Linked DNA regions of Muntiacus reevesi: region 2 is linked to region 1. A link is a contact called in public Hi-C data. All regions are on one chromosome and are shown on one strand. The core of a region is the stretch at or near the end of the contact, and the rest is flanking DNA. Distances in the headings are between cores, read along the strand shown. Region 1 holds the start of MED28 (mediator complex subunit 28). Region 2 holds the start of DCAF16 (DDB1 and CUL4 associated factor 16).

Evidence for each region. Hi-C and Micro-C count contacts between places; a contact is called where the count stands out from the background.
Region 2: a contact with region 1 is called in a Hi-C map of muscle, with 5 times the contacts expected there. The contact joins the promoter of DCAF16 here to the promoter of MED28 in region 1. A contact is called at or near these places in 2 of 3 Hi-C or Micro-C datasets (blood and muscle).

What each region holds. Positions count from the first base shown.
Region 1 is chr16:35,437,671-35,442,839 of mMunRee1.1, forward strand. MED28 (mediator complex subunit 28) reads left to right here and starts at 3,038. Exons shown (of 4, transcript XM_065907097.1): 1 at 3,038-3,211. The coding sequence starts at 3,053. LAP3 (leucine aminopeptidase 3) reads left to right here. Exons shown (of 13, transcript XM_065907447.1): 13 at 1-267.
Region 2 is chr16:35,596,940-35,602,108 of mMunRee1.1, forward strand. It overlaps DCAF16 (DDB1 and CUL4 associated factor 16), which reads right to left and starts at 1,972. Exons shown (of 2, transcript XM_065907105.1): 1 at 1,748-1,972. It overlaps NCAPG (non-SMC condensin I complex subunit G), which reads left to right and starts at 2,086. Exons shown (of 21, transcript XM_065907529.1): 1 at 2,086-2,291; 2 at 3,413-3,619; 3 at 4,104-4,332. The coding sequence starts at 2,181.

The sequences.
Region 1 (5,169 bases), core at 1,788-4,287:
TATTAAAAACAGAACGAAATGAAATTTGTATGCCTTGATTTTTCATTTTATGCAGAGATTTATAAAGGTAAAGCTAGTATCTTACTTGGCAAAGATTTTTAAGATAGTCTATAAAATAATTTTTAAAAGCTATCTAATCACTTTTCAGAGTATATGTTTTTAATTGAGAAGCAAAATTGTATTTCAGATTTATGATGCTGAGAATATGAACAAACTAAAAAGTTGCTGTGCAATTGTCAGAAACAATAAATCCAACTTTTGGTGCTCTCTGGTGTGGCTCTCATATTCACTTTTACTACTATAAAACCCAGTGATGCTATTAATATAATTTATCTCTTCTGGCTATGTTACATGAACTAAGTAAATTGAGATATGATGAAAAATGTATTTTCTCAATGTTAATAACTTTGGGGCACTTAGTGATGAATTTGTGAGGCAGGTTCCATTATCCCCACATTACAGATGAGGAAAAAGACACAAGAGAGGGTTAGTAGCATGCCAGTGATGTCACCCAGCTAGTAAGTGGGACAGCAGAAATTAAGCCCAGACAGTCTGCCTCCAGGGCTGGCATTCTTAATTGTTTCACTGTAATGCTTGTTTTCACTTCTGGGACTTGAATGGATGTGGAATTTATTTGAAATAACTGAAATAAGAGGGCCATAAGAGAGACTGTCAATGGGTAAACTACTTCCACCATCTGGAACTTCAACCGATCAAAATTCCATTTGTGCAGATTTAGAAGAAAGCTCTCTTTTCTACATTTGTATTGAGTGAATCAAGTTATCCAAAAGTAGTATCTTTTTTTATTTTGACTTTGAAAATGTTTGAGATATTTTTTAATTGGAGTCATTTAGAGTATTTTAAAAACTTGATATGTAAATTGGTGGTTATTGTTATTCAGTCAGAATTTGCTCAAATTCATGTCTGTTGAGTCAGTGATGCCATCCAGCCATCTCATCCTCTGTTACGCCTCATCTGCCCTCAATCTTCCCCAGCATCAGGGTCTCTTCTAATGAGTTCGCTCTTCGCATCAGGTGGCCAAGTATTGGAGCTTCAGCATCAGTCCTTCCAGTGAATATTCAGGGATAATTTCCTTTAGGATTGACTGGTTTGATCTTGCTGTCCAAGGGAGCACCACGGTTCAAACGCATCAATGCTTCAATGCTCTGCCTTCTTTATATTATGTAAATGGGTATAATGTGTCTAAATTGGCTTACAGAAAGGGATATGCATATCCATGTTAACAAATAACATGAATTTAAATTTGATTAAAATTAGGAATAGTGTGTAAACAGGTTTCTCTGGGCATTCATGTCCAGATGCTACTTCAGCAGGAAACATGGAAATGATAAGGGGGAACTACTGGCTTGTGAAAAGAAAAACATTTAGCTTTCTTCTATGTGATTCAGAAAGCCAAGTTGGGATTTGATAGAAGCCTATCAAAGGCTTTTTATAAATAAAAGAATATAAGTAAAAAATAGAATATTTGTTGATAAAACTTTTTATAAATAAAAATAAAACTCTGTGTTTACTAGTGTGTGGGATACAAACAGAATGACCGGATTCCGGATTCCTGTGCTTACCTAATCTGGCTGAGATGAAATTTAGTTCTCATTGCTGGTGTATCTGGCTACCAAGTATTCAGAAAACCTTGGCAGATCCTCAAAACTTCCAGAGACAGGTGGTGTAATCTGCATCTGAATCACTAAGGACAAGGCATGGCTTGCAGAGAGGCATGGCTTCAGACAGCAGCAAATCCAAGAGAGTAGTGGTTTAGAACACAACAGTGTTAATAGATCACTGAAGTTAAGAAATCTAGACTTCAAGTAGCCCTATGGCCATTGGAAACCCAAGAGTAAAATGCAAAATGTTTCCACTGTATTTTTGGTTTTATAGAAGTTACATTTTTAATTACACCATTTGTTATCATATAATAGGCTTATTTTTCCAATATACATTTTTAAAGTCTCAATTTTAATGTCTACCTTTTTAATAGGTAAATATTGCCCAACATACCTCACATAAACAAAAACATTTTGGAGTTCTCAAAAATGTTTTAGGAGTGTGCCTTGCCATGCCAAGCTGCTTTGGTCGTGTCCGACTCTTTGCTACCCCATGGACTGTAGCCCGCCAGATGTGTCTATCCATGGGGATTCTCTAGGCAATAATACTGGAATGGGTTGCCATGCCTCCTCCAGGGAGTCATCCCCTTACTGGGCTTTAGTTTCCTTCTTGACAATTATCTCTACATGATATCACTCTAAATATGTACATGCTTATCCGTCTCTTCCACAAAACAACGGTAAACTCTCCGAAAGCAGAAACTTGCGGTGATTACTGTAACCCCCAGATCATTAAATAGAACCTGGGACACAGATGACTTAACAAATGAACAGGATAACTATAAAGTTAAATATAGTGAAAAAGTATTTAGCTTCTGAAAAGATGAATAAGCAAAAAAAATTTTTTTAACTAGCATAGTGACTTTATTTAATGTAAGCATAAATATCTAAAGCAAATAGCGCCCAGCACACAGACAGGGGGTCTCAACAATGTTATGTCGTTTTTGTTACCTGGATCTCCCCTGAAGGGATTCGGGGGACATTTCCCCAGTTTATTCCAGCTACATGCCCAGTGACTGGATTAGAAAGTGGCACACAGTGAAACTCTCAATAAATGTCTGCGGGATGAACGCGCACCTCCCTTCTACCAGAGGGTAAAACGTGGCCCGAGAAAGCGCCAGGGCCAAAGCAATTTCAGGAGTTGAGAGCGAAGGCGGGAGTGGTACAGGAATACCTGACTCCGCAGGAGGACTCGCTCCACCGTACTTACTGATTCTCCTCTCCACACAACTGTGTTAAATCCTAGCCTTCAATTCTCAAGGTTAAAAAAAAAAAAAAAGTAAAAGCCTGGTTGCCTGTGAGTCTGGAAATAAAGCACCAAACGAAAGGTTTCCCAGGCATCCCACAGACGCCAACTCGCCCCGGACGCTGTCACATGACCACTTACGTCACGTGACCCGCGGGCACCAGCTCCAGGCACCATTTTTAAAATGGCGGCTCCACTGGGAGGCATGTTCTCTGGACAGCCACCTGGACCTCCGCAACCTCCGCCGGGGCTCCTGGGCCAAGCTTCGCTTCTTCAGGCCACTCCAGGCGTTCCGAGAACTTCTAACAGTACCTTGGTGGACGAGTTGGAATCATCTTTCGAGGTAAGATGAGACGTGGGCGTTTGTGTTCCCAGCCTTCCCCCACCCCAGGCATGCTGCGCGTGCGCAGGTTATCTCTTTCAGCGATATCTCCACCCGCTTACAAATAGGGAACCGGGTTCAGAGAGCGTAAGTCACTTGCTTTAGTCGCCACATCGAGTCGTGGCCGAAATTCTCCTTTAGTACGCTGCCTGGAGAATCCCGTGGACAGAGGAACCTGGCAGGCTACTAGTCCACAGGGTCGCACAGAGTCGGGCAATACGGAAGCGACTTAGCACGCAAGCACAGGCTGGCGAATATGCGTCACCTTGACGTTTCTGGAGGCACGCAGACTGGAAGTTTATCCGTACCCAATCGGGGGACCCTTCTTGGTTCTCCATAGGTTGTTCCTGCCTCACTCCAGCCTTGGTCCCGTCCTTGGTTTCCTGCGTTCCTGCGTGTTACGTGCTCACCCTCTAGACTGCAGTGTCTATCATTGTGTCCTGCATCCTTTCCACTGGGCTCCACCCTTAAAGGGTCCTGACGTAGTGGGTCTCTTGGAGCCGAAATGGAATTATTTAAAAGTTACTGTAGGGGAAGTTGGTACTAAGACTGAGGGAGGAGGAGGAAAGCTGGGGGGTAAAGAGAGAGGCAGAGGTGACCCAGACTTTTGAGTTTTGCTGAAACTCATTTTCACTTTGGTTGCATATGACAAGTTTTAAGTCAGAATAGTAATAGATGGTGTGTCATCCAAATATTGCCCCAAATGGTAATTATATAAATATGTAATATTTCCTCCCTTCCACATCCATATACAACTACAACTTAGATGTAATGGGGTCATCAGTGCCTCAGCGGTCTGGGAGATTTTTTCTGTTTTTAAATTGAAGTGTAATCGACATATACTAGTTTCAGGTGTACAACACAATTTGTTATTTGTATGTATTGCAGTGATCACCACAATAAGTCTAGCTAATATCTGTCACCATACATAGTTACAAAAAATTTTTTTTAAATTACTCTGTACATTCCATACCCATGACTTGTTTATCTATTTTTAAAGATTTATTTGTTTGTTTATGACTTCACCGGGTCCCCTCAGGTCTTCATTGCTTTGCACGGGCCTTTTCCAGTTGTGGGGAGCAGGGGCTGCTCTCTAGTTGGGGTGTGCAAGCTTCTCATTGCAGTGGTTTCTCTTATTGTGGAGCACCGGTTCTAGGCCTGCAGGCTTGAGTAGTTGGGGTGCACAGGCTTAGTTGTTCCATGGCATGTGGGACCTTCCCAGACCAGAGCTCAGACCCATGTCCCCCAGATTGGCAGGTGAATTCTTTACCACTGAGCCAGGAGGGAAATTCCCATGACTTATATTTATAACTGGAAGTTCCTGCCTTTTAGCTTTCACCCATTTCACTCATCTCATCACCTGTCTCTGGCAAGCGCCAATCTGTTCTGTGTATCTGTGAGCTTGGTTTTATTGGTGGTGGTGGTGGTTTTAAGGTTCATTAATAAGTGAGATCATATAGTAGTTGTTTTTCTCTGGCTGACTTACACCCTCAAGGTCCATCCATGTCACAAATGGCAAGCTTTTGTTCCTTTTTATGACTGAATAATATTTGTTGTGTATGTGTGTATGCCATAACTTCTTTACTCATTCATCCATTGATGGACACTCACATTGTTAACATATATCTCAGCTATTGTGAATAAATACTGCAATGAACATGAGGTACAGGTACCTTTCTGAGTTAGTGTTTTTATTTTCGTCAGCTAAATATTCGTATGTGTATTGTGTCTTATTTATCTGTTTATTTATTTGTATTTTTTTAAGGGGAAGGAGGAGACTAAAATTCCTGAGATGAGTTTTCCTCCTATCCTCTCTGTGGCTCTGCTGGTGCAGGAGCAGCCCCAGCTTTCTTTGCCAGCTTGTGACTGGCTGGCTTCCTGGATGAGATGTTTTCCAGTAACCACAGGTTTCACAAAGC
Region 2 (5,169 bases), core at 722-3,221, 160 kb after region 1:
AGATTATAATTGTTATCAAGCATATTCCATGCACTTTTAAACCTCTATGATTTTCCTGCAGCTGATTAACCTAAAGTACCCACACATCTTGCCTTTTCAGAAATTAGACATCTTGATAATTTTGAAATTATGGGGACTCCAACTACTACCATATTTATTTTAACTAGAATTTGAATACCTACAATGTTTCAGGAATTAGGACTATGAAGCAAGGGAATGTATGAACAAATTATGGCATACTCAAACAATAGAATATTAGCGAAACCTAGATGTACCTCAGTTTCCCCTGCTTAAAAAGGAGAAAGTAGTTTCAAGAGTTGTATCGGAGGATTAAGTGAAGTGCTTAGAACAGTGTCTTGGCATAAAAGGCAATGAAATAAAATACAATTTTATGGCAAGAAAATAAAAATTAAAACATACATTTTTTCTCTGCCTGTTTGGGCCTCCTCCCTCCCCTTTAGTGTGTGTTGTGTAGCTGCACTAACCAGACCTCCTAGGAGATAACCTTCCTTCTTAATCTTGTAGGGGGTCTCGTATGACCTACTACTCTCTTCATACCCATAGATCTGGATTGTGTAAACTGTCAGTAATGCGTTGACTGTCACCCTTCGTCTCAAAAACATATATAATCGTGCTTAGTCCTCTAAAGGGCAGAACAGTTCTCAGAGCTTTCTGAAAGACTATCTCATGGGTTATAATCCTCAGGTTGGCTTGAGTAAAATTTTCCTTTTCCTTCCTAGATCAACCACTGATTACTTTTTCCTAGACAAACGGTCCATAAGGTGTTCAGTTACTGTTACGAAAGTATCAATATGAATAAACTTCAAAAATAACAGTTATGGGAAAAAGCAGGTTCCATATGATTATTCATATAACGTCAGAACATGAAAACAATACAGTATACTTATTCACAGATTTATTCATATGTCATTAACACACAAAAGTTAACAGTAAATTAAGAAAATGCCCCCCACCCCGCCCCGCGCCCTCCAAAAAAGAAGAAAACCCATTACTGCCGGGGAGGGAAGATAGTTCGACAGGAAAAAGGCGTACATGAAGCACTGTAATCTAATTCTGTTGCTTTCTATCTGAAATAACTCCATTAAAAAAAATTAGGAAGGCACTCCAAATTTATCTTAATCTCTATACCCTTTCCCAATCTGTGTTCTCCTTTGTTGAAAACGCTGCCCTTAGGTACCTTTGTGGGGCTTCCCTTGGTGGCTCAGTGGCTCCCTCCTGCCAAAGCAGGAGATGCGGATTAGATCCCAGGGTGGGGAAGATCCCGTGGAGGAGGAAATGGCAACCCACTTCAGTATTTTTGCCTAGGAAATCCCCCACGGACAGAGCAGCATGGCGGACTACAGTCTCTGGGATAGCAGACAGTTGGACGCGACTTAGCGACTAAACATGCACGTTTGTAAACCAGGCCTTCAAAGCCTGTACATCTACAACAAGCTGTATCTAAATTAACTCGAGCCTCTCTTCCCAACTGCCTCCCACGTTTGCAGCCTCTCCACCAGCAATTTCACTGTGGGGCGAGGTTTAAGTAATTAGATGTGAGCACTGACCAGAAGGACAACAACCGCTCAGAATTAAAAAGCGGCTCGCCTCCATCAGAAGACCTCGGAACATTTCCCTTCTCAGTAGAAGCCGGGCCGCTGCGCAGCACTCCCAGACGCCCCAGCCTTCCCTCCTCCCCTTCAGGGGGAGCAGGGATTCTTCCCCTCAGCAGAGTCCCTGTTCTCACCCATGGAGGATCCTTTCTTCTTCCTCGCCTCACCCCCAGCCGCAAGACCCGATTAGGCCTAGCGTCACCAGCTCGGTTCCAATAGTCGAATCTCCACAGAGTTTGCACTCCCGGCGGATATCTCTTCCGGGGGAGCCAATGACCCTTTCTCTTAGAAACGCCAAGTCTTTCTCGGAAAACGGCTTAAAAGACCCTCAGCGCATGCGCCCAAACCGCGTTGTCGAAGGCAGTGGATTCACCTCTTCCCGCTCTCGCCGCTCTACGCACTCGCGGTAGTCTCGCGGTATTTCTTTCTCCCGCGGGAGTTGTTTGAAAGCTTTGGCGGTAACCACGCCCTCGACTGTCTGCTTCCCAGTGGAGACGCGGACCTTGGTCCGTCGGGCCAGCAGTAGGCGAATGTGAACAGGCTTCGTCTCGGCCGGGTATTGGCGCCATGGGGAAGGAGAAGAGATTGCTGCCGATTAAGGAGGCCTTCCAGCTGGCGCAGCAGCCTCACCAGAACCAGGCGAAGCTGGTGGTGGCGCTGAATCGCACCTACGGCTCGGTAAGCGCGGCCGCCCGCGGTCCGGGGCCCCCGCCTCTTCCCTCCCCAGCCTCTCTCCCAGGGGCTTCCCGCTACCCTTCCGACTAATTTCATCACGACTCCAGTCTCTCAACTCCCCAGACCCGGTTCGAAGAGGTCTACGGCGTAGACCGTTAATTCTCTGGTAGTGAATTTAAGAGAAATGTTTGTGCGTACCGGGGCGACCTAGTGTAGGGCTGCATCCTGGGTCCTGAGCCTGGTGGCTCAACGGTTGTTGTCCTTCTGGTCGCCGCCCACATCTAATTACTTAAACTTCGCACCACAGTGAAATTGCATCAGATCACCAATTAGCAAATTAATTGTTAGCACCAGAGTCTTCCTAGTCACGAAAATACTGTGCTTCCTTTTGAATGAAGTCTTGAGACGAATAGGACAATGGTTTTTAGGAAAATAAATTATCTTGAGGTGCTAGAAAAATTATGTCAGTATAATAGGGCTTGAGGATATGAGACAAGATGTGAAAGTTATTATCGGAAAGGAATTGCTGTGTAATATTAAGGGTAATAGGCTTCCCCAGTGGTTCAGAGGTAAAGAATACTCCTGCAGTTCAGGAGCCTCAGGAGACGCGGGTTCGATCCCTGAGTCGGGAAGATCCCCTGGAGGAGGGCATGGCAACCCACTCCAGTGTTCTTGCCTGGAGAATTCCATGGACAGAGGAACGTGGCAGGCTACAGTCCATAGGGTCGCAAAGAGACGCAACTGCAGCGGCTACTTGCCCACGCACATTAAAGGTAATTCGGTAAAATGCAGACGCTGTTATTGATTTTGGATTGTTCATAAAGAAGCAGATTTTTACTAAACTGGTACCAAGGCATCATATGGAGAATTAGAGTGTTGAAAAAAATATCGGAGGAATTCTTTTCACTGTCAAAATTCACGTTTGTTTTCTTTCTGGGAGAAGTACATTTCTTTAGAGAGATTTGTGCAGATTGATTTCCCCTTTGGTGGTTTGGATAATTGAGAGTTTACTAAATAATGATTTTAGTTTGTGGTAAGGGCTGGTGTTTTCAGCTTTTTAGAGTAATGTTGAGAAAAAAGGATTTAATCCATGCAGTTTTTGAAGGGTTTCTTTTCTCTTTCAGGTGGATGACAAGACAGGTTTTCATGAGGAGTTTGTTCATTACCTTAAATATGCTATGGTGGTCTATAAACGAGAACCAGCTGTGGAAAGAGTAATAGAATTTGCGGCAAAGTTTGTTACTTCATTTCACCAATCAGATATGGAAAATGATGAAGAGGAGGAGGAGGATGGTGGCATTTTAAATTATTTGCTTACTTTTCTATTAAAGGTATAGGAAAACTAGAATTTCAGGAGAACAGTATAGAACATTTTGCTATTTTAAAAGGGCCATAGGAGTTTGTGCATCTTAGACAATGAAATATCTGATAATTGAGAAAATGTAAAGGAAATATTAGAACTGTCATTAAGATTAAAATGTGAACTTTAAAAAATAACTCTGCATTAAATTTTTAATGACCATTCTAAGCCAGTTCTCATAAGCATTTGTTTTAAATGGATTCTCTATTTTAGAAGTGAGAGTTCCTACAAAGAGGAATATGCTTTTGTAATTTAGTGAATACTTTAGGCTATGTTTTGAGTCTTTGTGGTATGTAATGTGGATTTAGTATACGTATGGATCAAGGTTTTTCTGCAAGTTATGAGTTATTATTGTTATATATTCTTGAATTCTAAACATACAGAATTCAAATGGTATGTTATTATTTAATAATGGCATGTGACTTGGAATAAATTTTGATTTGTTTCTGTTTTAGTCTCATGAAGCAAACAGCAATGCAGTTAGATTTAGAGTGTGCCAGCTCATAAACAAGCTCTTGGGAAATATGCCAGAAAATGCCCAGATTGATGATGATTTGTTTGATAAAATTAACGAAGCCATGCTTATTAGATTGAAAGATAAAATTCCAAATGTAAGGATACAGGCAGTTCTTGCTCTTTCACGCCTTCAGGATCCCAAAGATGATGAATGCCCAGTGGTTAATGGTATGTATAGCTCCCTAAATCCTTTTTCAGTTCTGTTGATTCTGTTAAATTCTCAGCTGATGAATTTTCTCATTATGACATATTATGGAAGAGTATAGTTCATATATATTGTACACATATATGATTTTGAAACTTGTATTAAGAACAATCTTACACTCAAGTAGCCACCATCCAACTTAAAAAAGAATATCATCAGTACCTTTGAAGCCTATCTTAGGTCCCACTCCACTTCTATCACTCTCCCTCTGTAATGTTTATCTTGAATTTTGGTTTAATTATTTTCTTGCCTTTTGTTTGTTTGAACAGTTAAACACATGTGTGTGTGTGTGCTCAGTCACTCAGTTGTGTCTGACTCTTTGCGACCCTATGGACTGCAGCCCACCAGGCTCCTCTGTCCATGGGATTTTTCAGGCAAGAATTCTGGAGTGGGTTGCCATTTCCTCCTCCAGGTGATCTCCTGACCCAGGGATCATCTCCTGCATTGGCAGACGGATTCTTTACTACCACCTGGGAAGCCCAACCAACTATATTTTTCTGTGCTCTCAACATTATTTCTAACATTCATCCATGTTGATATATTTATTTGTTGATTTATAACATTCTGCTGTATGAGTATAAGACAATTATATTGTTTCTGATATTGATGGACCTTCTAGTTGTTTGCATTTTTTTTCCCTGTTAAAATACAGTGTTGTTGCTGTGAACTTTCTTATACATGGGTTGTGGTGCACAATTTTTCTGGGATGTATACATAAGGGTTGACTTGGTATATATCATGAGCTTTATTGAATAAGGTGCAGGTGTTCTACAAAACAGTTTATCAGTTTATATTTCCAA